Regions from separate parts of the Mus musculus genome. Here region 1 is linked to region 2. A link is a contact called in public promoter capture Hi-C data. All regions are on one chromosome and are shown on one strand. Each heading gives the region's core, a stretch centred on a gene start, on an enhancer-like site or on the middle of the called end of the contact. The rest is flanking DNA. Distances are from core to core; before and after follow the strand shown.

Evidence for each region. Promoter capture Hi-C pulls out the DNA fragments that hold promoters and counts their contacts.
Region 1: a promoter capture Hi-C map of hippocampal neurons shows a contact between it and region 2, with 2.8 times the contacts expected there. The contact joins the enhancer-like site here to the promoter of Mpp5 in region 2. A contact is called at or near these places in 3 of 39 promoter capture datasets (the 3T3-L1 cell line, hippocampal neurons and second pharyngeal arch cranial neural crest) and 3 of 115 datasets of contacts at active chromatin or transcription factors (embryonic midbrain, epiblast stem cells and stem cell-derived neural progenitor cells).

Annotation. Positions count from the first base shown.
Region 1 is chr12:78,247,671-78,253,155 of GRCm38.p6, reverse strand. All of the region lies in intron 1 of Gphn (gephyrin), which reads right to left. Among named protein-coding and RNA genes, the nearest start is that of Gphn, 24 kb to the right of the region's middle. Within about 2 kb of position 3,820, at least 25 of the 459 cell types and tissues checked have an H3K27ac peak or open chromatin away from gene starts, as enhancers often do.
Region 2 is chr12:78,744,504-78,750,548 of GRCm38.p6, reverse strand. Mpp5 (membrane protein, palmitoylated 5 (MAGUK p55 subfamily member 5)) reads right to left here and starts at 1,602. Exons shown (of 15, transcript NM_019579.3): 1 at 1,443-1,602.

The DNA.
Region 1 (5,485 bases), core at 2,571-5,070, 500 kb after region 2:
AAATGCAGACCAGTAGACAGAACACAGCAGAAATAATCCACATACTTAGAGACAACCTACGAACAACTGAAGACACCAACAACAAACAGAGGAAAAGGACCAATAATTAATACTGAGGAACCCGGAACATCATACTCAGAAGAATGAAAGTTAACTCCTATCTCATACCACATACCAAAAATAAAATAAAATAAAATAAAATAAAATAAAATAAAATAAAATAAAATAAAATTTGAGGACAGCCAAGATGGGTCAGAAGAGAAAGGTATTTGTAGCCAAGCCTGGCCACCTGAGTTCAATGCCAGGACCCACATGATAAGAGAGAACAGACTCCTTCAAATTATCCTTTGACCCCCAACATGTACAAGTATAGGACAGAAAATAAATATAAACAGTATGTATTTTCACATGTGAAAGCTTAAAAAGTTGATCTCATAAAAGCAGAAGAGAGAGTATCATTTGCCAGAGACTGAAGAGGGTAAGAAGAATGATGTTAAGTGGAATAGTAACATGAGTGAGCCTAAATAGGAAGAATAACCTCTGATATTCTATAGCATATTAAGGTAACTCTGACTAATAATATTGAATTGTACATTTCAAACAGCTCTAACAGAGAAGACTTTGAATATTCCCAAACAAAACGAAACAAAACAAAACACCTGATAAAATGTTTGAGTGAAAGGAGTACAAACTATTCTGACCTAATCATGACACACTGTATAAATTTAACAATGTGCCCCATAAATATGTACAATTCATATGAGTCATTTAATCTTTTAAACAATTAAAAGCAGAATGTGTGCCTATTGATCAGTAGTACTTAAAAACAAACAGAAAAAAAAAAAAAAAACCTAGAGGATGCTCCTAAAAACCCAAGAAAAACTTTATCAAATGACTATAGGAAGAAATAAATAACATCAAAAATGGTAAATAAATTGGTGAATGACATGAGAATCCTCCTAAATATCAGATATTTAAAGCAAAGTATAACAACACTATAAGGTGGGGTTTATAACATATATTTAAAAAACAAAGACCACGAAGAAGAAAACATTTTTTAAAAATGAATAGAGTCACCAAGGAAATAAATAACATAGAGTTCTGTCATTCTAAGTCTTATAATTTGAAATTACAAACAGGATGTAGGATGGGCCAGGTAAAAATAAGATGGAGACAAAGTGATGTACAAAGTTTCAAGTGTGAAATATAAGGATAACTTACAAATAAAATTAAATATCATTATCCTGCTCATGGAGGTGATTATGTGAAATGAAACAAATTAAATTGCTTTCCATACATTCTATGAGAGATAAACAGATATGAAGAATAAAAGACATGTCTAAAACTGCTTTCAAATTTTCTAGACTGTAGATACAGCAGTAGCTCGGTAGTTTCAGGGAGCAAGGCTATGCTCTATTTGGATCATGCAGAAGTATTTAGAGGAGTGGTTCACAATTAGTAGGTCATAACACCTTTCGGGTCGAACAACTTTTCACAGGGTCCAAAAACCCTTTACTGGGGTCACCTAAGACAAACACAGAAATTTACATTATGATTCATTAACATAGAAAAGTTACAGCTATGTAGCAACAAAAATAATATCATTCTTAGGGTCACCACAACATGAAGAGCTGTATTACAGGGTCACAGTATTAGAAAAATAAGAACCACTGATTTAGAGGATCATTAGCAGAATAGAGCATGGACAGGAATCGGAGTATCTGAAGGCCAACAACTCTATCTCAAGATTAGAAAAGTGGCCATTAAAGTAACACGTGTAGAAAAGGTTATCTAACAATGATACCTAGAATAGCAGTATAAGGACTAGGGGCTACAATAAGGTAAATATTTAAGATAATACAGAGGAGGGAAAACATCTATAAAAGTTGGTAGCCATAAAAAGTAGAAATACACAGTCAATAATTTGTGAAGTTGACAAATACTTTACTTAGAGCCAAACTTTAAGCAGGAAATCAGTAATTTGGTTTGGTACATGTTAAATGTATTAATTAGTTAGACATAAATGGCTACTTATACTTTGTTCAGATATACATGCTTATACCTGTATAACTTCAAGTGGGAAACCTACATGAATATATAATTTAGTAGTTGTCAGCATACAGTTATTAAGTGTCGTGATGAAGGGAGTGAATGTACATAGAGAAAAGGTCCAACTTGTAAAAGACTGGGAAGGAAAAAGACAACTGACAAAGAGAGGCAAAATGTTAAATTGTTATGTTCTAGAAACCAAATGAAAAAGCTGTTGGAAGAAGGGATAGGAAGGGAAGCAAACAATATTGCTAAATTAAGAGAGATTATGAATATTGAGAAATCCAGTTTGAAATTCACTGGTGACATTATCAAGGGTATTTTCATTGAGAAAACAAAAGTCTATTTTGTACTGAACTTGAGAGCAAATAGGAAATAAGCAATTGGGGGCTAAGAATATAGAGTTCTTTCAAGGAGTTTACCACAACTAAGGAGCAAATAAACATTCTTAGGGGGTGGAGGGTGGGCGTAGGAGAGTGGAGGTGGGGTGTAAGAAGAGTAACACAAGAAAACACAGGATATATGTAAGAGAGTTAAGAGTGCATTTCACAGAGAAAGAAGCACCATAAAATTTAAGATGTATATAAGAGAAAGAGATGATTGAAGAGACTGGGGAACAATTAAAGGATGGTAGAATCAATATTAATTATCCCAACTTCAAAACAAGACTTACACGCTAGAGATGGCTAATTAGATAAAACACTTGTCATCAAAGCATAAGGGCCAGAATTCAAAACTTCTGCACCCATCAAGTTGGGAAAGTATGATGGTCTGCTTGTAATCATAACATTCAAGAAGTGGGGAAGCTGGCTAAGTAAACTAGCTAAATATAGAGAGAACTTGGTTCAGCAAGAGATTCTGTCTCAGTAAATAAAATGGAGAGTAGTGGAGAAAGATAACCAAGATGAAATTTTGGACTCTATGCTCATCAGACACACATGCACATAAGCACCTGTGCATGTGTATCCCTACACATATACATATCCCCCACACACACACACACACAGAGAGAGAGAGAGAGAGAGAGAGAGAGAGAGAGAGAGAGAGAGATGTGCCCCATTCTGTTTATGGTAACTTCACCAACATCACCAAAATGCCTTGTAAATTTGATTTTCATTGGTATACCAATTTCCAGACTCTCAAGACATGTCTTGCCCTCTTTTTTCTTTTCTTTTTTTTTTTTTTTTTTTTTGGTTTTTTCGAGACAAGGTTTCTCTGTGTAGCCCTGGCTGTCCTGGAACTCATGCTGTAGACCAGGCTGGCCTCACCCTTTTCTTAAACATACAGAATAATGGACATTTTACTCTACAGGTGAGATTACCTTTTGAAACTCTGATCCAATAGTAACTTCTGAACAGAAAATTTCTACATATTATTGATAATTAAACCCTTCTAGTGGGCATTTTGTCTGACCAGTAAGTCCAGTTAACCCATTTTAGTGGGCAACCATAAAAATATATTAAGTAAAAATAATTAAGCTGATAAATTTTATTATAATTTGTAAATATTCAGTCCACTTTCATTCAAAACAACTTCCACAGGTTCTCATGTTAACACAGAATATTTCTGTAGAAGTAAACATCTTTGCCCCATTAACTTTGGCTTCAGCTACTGATGTGCTTTGGCCAGTAACATAAAAACAAATATCCAAGCAGAAGTTTTAAAAGCCACTGTGTATGTTTGCCAATTTTCTTCTTTTCCTCCTCTGTTACAAGAACAGCATGGCCCAAATAGGAGTTGTTCCCCAGCCTGGATCTCAGAATCAGAAGCTATGTGGAGCAATAGGAGAGCCAATGCCAAGCTTTAGCTAGCATGTAGCAAGAGGAGAATAAGCTATTGTTGCAGGCTGCTGAAATATTGAGGTCATTTGTTATACAGCAAAACTAGGCAAAAGTTAATACAATGTGTATTACTTCATAATCAGAAAAATAGATTTCACTGCTTTAATCTTTAAGGATAGCAATTATAAACACTTGACAACAACTAGAAAAAAATGAGCTTCTGTCCCATTTTTAAGATATCAGAATATTTATGAAGTAAAATACAATAGATGAGCTAAGATGTAGAGAGATAAGAGCCTTTTTATAAATAACAACAACCCATCATCTTCTTTCTTAGGAGAATTAGAAGTTCTAGAATAGACTGAGTATTAAGGTTGGCTGGGGAAGACGGACTCTACTGGTGAAAACAGAAAGCAATGGAGCAGCTTTTTAGTGTAGTAGTCCAAATGTAAACTAATTAATTGCTGAATTCTAAGTAAAGTTGGAGGGCACAAGACTAAGCTAGCAGAAAGAAAGACACAGCAGGGAGATATCTCCCTTACTTCTAGTGCTAGAAGGAAAAAAATGCTAGAGAAAGGAGGCTCAGCCTTAAATAGACAGGTGGCTTATAAACATTTGCCTGAATATAAGACAATTCGAGCAGGAGATCAAAAAGCTCATCTCAAAACTTTCAAAGTGTAAAAATGAAACTCTCACCATCTTTCTCCATGTAATGAAAAAATCTGGCAGCTTTCCAGGAAAAAAAAAAAAAAAAAAAAAAAAAAAAACCCTAACAGAGACAAGACAACCAGGCACAAACTAAAGCTGACTAAAACTGCAATCCAATGATCCTAATAAAATACAACACAAGTACTAAGTATCCTGAAGGGGCAATGTTTCATTCACCAACCTGGCAAACAGCTGAAAAGATGATAAAAATATCATTGTCAGCTCAATCAAATAGTTCAACTATACATAATATTTAATATAAAATTTAAAACTATAATATGTTTGAAGAAAAAAGAAAGTATGACCTATAGTTAGACCAAAGACAGAAAACAGAGTAAAGTCAGAAATTATGTAATAGAATTAGGGGCAAGGGTTTAAATTAGCAAATATTAACATGTCAATAGAAACAGAAAAATAAAATTTATGACGGACAGAGGTAGTAAAGGGAGGGTCACTAATTTCAAATGAACTAGACTTCCAAAAACTGAAAACGAAAAATGTAAAAACTAAGCTTTAGCAATATAATAGCAACCAACTGTAACTGCAGAACTTGGGAGACTAATGAAGGAAAATCAGAAGTTCAAGGTCTGTCTGGGCTATATGATGAGTTTGATGCAATCCTGGGCTACATTAATAACTGCACTGATGAATATTAAATTTTTGATACATTAATATTAGTCTAGCACAACATAAGACAAAATTAGTATGGTTAAAGAACATAAAGTACCCAACTGAATCAAAAATAGAAAAGAGTAGAAAGAAAAAGACGCATGTGAAATATAGTCAAACATCTAACATTGTTGAATAGAGAAACTGAAATAAAAGTAAAATTTAAAGATATAAAAAACTCAAAGTTTATGGAAAACATCAAATCACCAAAAACCTAAAGATATGTCCAAAGAAAAATCAGGCTTAAGCACCACGTAGTCACCCCATTATAAACTCAA
Region 2 (6,045 bases), core at 353-2,852:
TGTGTATAAAATCACTAAGGAGTCCACCATTATTTGTCAAATTCAAGGTGATGACTTTTAGTCATTCGTGGCAAATTTACTCAATTTTTAAAAGATTATGAAACGCTGGGTGTGGTGGCGCACACCTTTAGTCCCAGCACTCAGGAGGCAGAGGCAGGCGGATTTCTGAGTTCGAGGCCAGCCTGGTCTACAAAGTGAGTTCCAGGACAGCCAGGGCTATACAGAGAAACCCTTTCTCGACGCCCCCCCCCCAAAAAAAAAGATTATGAATCTCTTTTGATATCTTTGTCTTTTTTACTTATAAAGCTCTTTAAATTTTAATGTAAGCCTGCTATTACAGTTTAGAATGATCTTTAAAACAAGAAATCGTGTCCACAGAAATACTATAGAAACAGCTCGTCAAGAAAGGATAGTGTTCATTCCCACCAATACCTATACTTCAAAGACACCAGCACACCACATAATTTGTTACTGTTGCAAAAGTTAACAAGTTATTAATTTCTGGCATAATTTAAAAGGATAATTAGAATAGTATCATTAAAACATTACAGTGCCTTATTAAAACCAGAAATACCTTCCACCTTATCCGCTAAATCAAAACTTTAGAATTCTTGCTACACTGGCTTTCAGAATTTAAACTCTTGAAACTCTAAATTAGACACAACACACTAAGTAAAAACCCTCGTAGGTGCTGCATTCATTTTAGAGTAAAGTGTCATGGAAAACTTTTCGGCCGAATCTAAATTCCACACACATTACTGTGTGTCAGTCAGCTGGACAGAAGGAGAGAGCTATCCTTAGTCAGTTACGTAATTTACAATAAGGATCGTTCCGAGCGGCATTCATTGAAAGTAGCTCTACCAAGCATTTACAGGCTTCAAAGTTCACCGGACAATCTCCGTCTAAGTTCTGAGAACGCACTACTCTTTAGCAGTGGTCACAAGGAAGCAGGAACTGTTTATCCGCAGAACGCAATGAGTAGCAGAACACCAGGGGCTGACTCAGGCACCGGAACGCTGGCTGCATTCCGTCTTCCACGGGAAAGTGTTTCCCAGGCTGGTTCCCCGATCCGGCCAGGGGTGGGGTGAGGGAAGAGTCCCAGAGACTCGCGAACTCCGGGCCTGGGCGCAGCGAGACGACTCCCTGCCGTGCCCCCGGCAAGTCCGGCGGGGTGGCCCGCCACCGCGCCAAGGTGCGTCCCCCCCACCCCCACCCCCCGGCCCAGGGAACCAACCGGCATCGCGCGGGGAGCGTCCCTCCGAGGGACAAAGGTTGGGCTGCCACCGCGGCGCCCGGCTCAGCCTGGGGCTCTCCCCAGGGAACCCTGGCGGTGCGGCGGGTCTGGGAGGGGGTGCGAGCCCCGCCGCCCCTCCCCCGCCGCGCTCCCGGGAACCTGTTGATTAAGATCGCCACAGCCCGGGCGCTGCGGGTCCGCCCCTTACCTCCAAGCCCCGGCGGCCGCCGATCCTCTCTCCCTCCCTCGCTCCTCAACGCAGCCCAAGCAACAGCCCTCCGTCTGGCGGCCCTCAAAACACTGGATAAAGAATCCAGAAACTCCCGATTCCTCCCACCTCGGAGTCTCCAGTCCCCGCCCCCTCCTCACCGCCAGCCTCCTCCGTCGCCGCCGTCGCCAGCAACTCCTCCTCGAGGCCGCGCGAGACCGGCCCCCGCGGCTGACGCGAGACCGCGCACGCGCCCCTGGGACGCTGGCGCAGCGGGCGCGCCTATCCCAGGCCGTTCCTGGCGCGGCCCGCCCACGGCCCGGAGAGAGGCTGGAACGGATCGTCCAATCCTGAGCGCGCGTGGGGAGAGGGCCCGCTGATTGGTCCGCTCTTCCCCCCCCCCGCCTCCCGGGGGCTCGGCCGCGCGCACTCACCCGCCTCGAACTGCGAAGCGTTCGTTCTAACCGCTGAGTCGCTTCGCTGCCTCAGCCCACCTCCTCGCCTCTGTGTGGGGTCGCCGTGCTTCCCTGAGACGGACTCGGAAGCCGCTAAGGCTCGACGGGGCCTGGGAAGCGGTCATCTCCTGAGAAAAATCCGATTCCCTTGGAAGAGACCCCTGTTGTCCTGTCAGGCACATCAAAAATGCTAATGCTCAAAACAACCGTGACGCCAACACCTGGTTGTGTATAAAGTTCCACACAATTCCCTGATTCCACAGACGACTCCTTTCTGAAAACCAGGAAGGATGTCAAAGGCCACAGTTGTCACAGAATTCTCCGGAGAGGATTGGGAGTTACTTAGGCTAGTCCCAGCGCGAGTCCATGCTGTCAGGACACACCTATGCCACCATCTGGGAAGGGTGGGCACGGAAAGTGCTATGAAAGTGTGCGCGAGGAACTGGATTTGGAGCAAACAGAAATATGTTCTATGTAGAAACCTCTTCTGCTGGACCTAAATCCATTGCTTCAGCCTGTTGAGTTTTCTCAGGGGCACATGTCGTAGACAACTGTCCCTCTGTGCCTTCGTATATGCAATTAATCATGTCTTTATTTCCTCCCACCGTGGTTTTTAAGCACCATTCCCAATATACCCAGGCTCCTACCTACCTTTTTCCTCTTATGGGTTGTTAGTGTCCCCAAGGAATACTATGCCCTCTGAAGTAAGCACAACTTTTTTTGGGGGGTGGGGGGAGGGCGAAATCCTTCTCTTCCTGGATCATCAAATTCAAATCTTACTGACATTTTATTAAGTACTTAACGTTGTTTATTGGTGTTAGTAAGGCAGAGCCAAGGACAGGACTTTTTTACATACCACTAAAGACCTCTTTCCTTCTGTCAAACATACCTCAGTGGACTTTGAGTACAGACGGACAACTTCCAAATATATGTAACTGAACTGTCTGCTTAGTTCATCTTCACAAAGAAGTGAGAATTTGTGAACTGCAAGTGGACTGTCTCCAGAATTCCTAGACACTGTTAGCCACACACAAAAGGTTAGTGAGTGTTGACATTCCTTTCTACCTTTTTTTTTTTTAATGCATAAGACATTAGGTAACAAGTACTCTAGTTCCTTTTTTAAAAAGTGGTTCCCCCACCCCACCCCCTTTTTGGAAATGTTGACATAAAGCTAGCTTACTCTTGTTGTGAGGACTGTTCTGTGCATGATAATGTGTTTGACAAAATAGTTTCTGTCCCTTAGATTCCAGGCACATCTCCCTTTCCAAAAGTGACAAAAGATGTTTACAGATATAGCCAAAGGGTGGGAGGGTGTTCTTTTTTAAAAGATGTATTTGTTTTTTATTTTGTGTATATGCATATTTGCCTGCATTTATGTGTATGTGTTACCTATTGCCTGGTGTTTGGTGAGGCAGAGATCTTTGGATTCCCTGAGTCTCAGACTGCAGACAATTACAATTCACCATTTGGGTGCTAGGAACTGAACCCATTTCCTCCTCAAGAGCACCAAACATTCTTAACACTTATCTTTCCAGGCTCCTAGAAAGCATTTCTCTTCATACCTTCCAATAGCCCCATCCAGACAGCTTTCCAAAACATTTCTTCCCTAATGAACACCCCTGCCGGGTAACTACCTTGCCTTGCTTCCCCAGTTGCTTAGGTTTTCCTCTTGTAGGCTCCACTCTGATAAAATGATCAATCACTATTAGTGTGAAGCAATGGGGCAGCTGCTACTCTGGAAATATGGGAGATTCCTTTATAAAGTACAGGAAATTTTTATTATTTTATATCCTAAGTATAGAATATAAACTTTTTATTTTTAAAAAGAGAAGATTGTGGCAAATATGAAACCTATTCTTTGGTAAATAGAACATTTTCCAGAACCCCAATATCACACTAATTACTGGCCTTGTATGCAAAAATGGGTACCTGAAAGAGCAGAAAGTATAAAAACTGCAGGCAAAGTGATGAGAGTGCTATTATGTGGATGTGCAACAAGCCTTCCTGGACTTAAATTTTCTCATTTGTAACTTAAGAGGGCTTTTGTTTCTGATTTTATGACTGGGAGCTTCTGCAAATGGAGTCTAACATGGGTAGTACGGGAGTTAAGACAATATAACATTCATCCCAAAGTGGAATAAAATAGTAATCAGTAATTTATTTTAAAACCTCCTGTTTGAAGAACTAACTGTTCGTCCTTGTCAGAAGGCAGTCCACCTGCTGAGTCACCCTGGCTGATTTGTAACTAAACATTACGGATGAATAGAGAAAGCCAAACTGTAAAACCAACTGTAAGAAGAAGAACAACCATAGGACACGTTCTTCCTCCTTCTTTGTCTTGATATCTGCTTATATCACCCACCGATGTATTAAAGTAGTAGAACGCCATGCTGCTTTAAATTTGGGGGAACATTCAGAATAGCATTGTGCTATAGGAGTTGAAACAGCTGATAGACTCTGTCCTGGAGGAATTCACAATAAAGAGACAAGGTAAATACAAACAGTAAAAAAAGTATGGAAAATGAAATTAAAGAATCAAAGAAAGATAAAGTTCATGGCAAGAGGACCTTTACTAGCTAATTGGAGGTAAGGACAAGGACAAAGAATAAACTAGTCAGAATACCGCAATAATGGGAAAATAGGTAGGAGTTGAGATTTTTATTAAAGGCTACAAAATTTGATAGATTGGAGAAATAAGTTTAAGAGCTCTGTTGCACAAAATAGTGACTATCCTTAATCATGTATGGCATACTTGAAAAACAGAGTAAATTTTAAGGTTCTTACCACAAAAACTAAGCATATTAAGAAAAGTTAATTAGATCAGTTTGGCCCTTCTTCAAATATACACACATTTGAAAACATGTTAAACATCACAAATATATGCCATTTTCATAAATTAAATTTTTAACTAAATTTAAAATTAAAAAACAGACTGCATTAGTCATTTTCCAGCACTGTATTATAATAACCGAGAAACACAGAGAAAGGCCTAGTTGGGCTCAAGGTTTCAGTCCATGGATACTTATCACTCTTGCTCTGTGGCCCATACTCATGGGAGCAGGAACACATAGTGTGGCAAAGCAGCTCAGGTCACAGATGACAAGAGGAGGCAGAGCAAGAGAAAGAGTGCAAGGGATACTCTGGGAACAAGGGATACTCTTCGAAGGTCATAACGCACAGTGGCCAACTTCTTCCAACTAGGCCCTATCTACTAATAATTCACCCGTGATGTTCTTTTGATGCATTAATCAATCTATTGATGAAGTTGCCATCCTCTCAGGGTTGGGATTGAGAGGGACACTGAGGCAGATTTATCTTTTGGGTAAGAGAGTTACTAGAAAAGCTATTAATGCTATTGACAGACAACATGACAGGGTCTCCCAGAAGTCAGTCTCCAAGCCAGTCATAGGTAGATACCATGAAAGTTCAGGTACAACAACATGCAACACAATGGGGGTCCTTTCTTATAGGTCTCCAAGGAAGGGGGATGTTTCATAGTACTGCTTGCAGTTAGACTGTCTTCCTTCTCTGGTGGTTGGAAGGAGAGGGCTCCTGCATTTCAGGGAGGGAATTAATGGCTCTGAGGATGTAAGGGAAGTGGGGGAGAGCACATTTAGTTAAAGTATACCCACTATACCTAAGTCCTCTGATATCTAGCAGCCTGAGCCTTTAAAAGTCTTTATGGAAGTGGGAATTGAATCAGGAAATTTGCTTTTATCTTGCAATCAAGGTACCTGTGGAGTCTGTGAGATAGGGAGTCTGCTATTTCCCTTAGAGTGGGTGTAAAAAAAATAAATAAAAGGCTACTGCAAGTAGGTGTGGCCTTAGATTAGCCCTTAGCTCAAAACCTACTACTTTCATGATTCATTCATCTCTTAATTGTGCCAAAAAGCTGAGAACCAAACTTTTATTCCATGGCCCTTTAGGTGGGACACAATCCATATAAGCCATTTGTCTAAATTTGAATGGCATGTATACAGGAAATCAAAGTTTGGGTTTATTAACCCCAGTATTAGATGTTCAATATTTAGGATTTCAGTCATTGATAACACTTTAATTTATACATTTCTTAGTGGCTCTGTAGCAAGCTAAAGACATTTAGCTAAATAAAGCATGTTCCATGAAGAAATTTTATTCTGGAGAGTAGT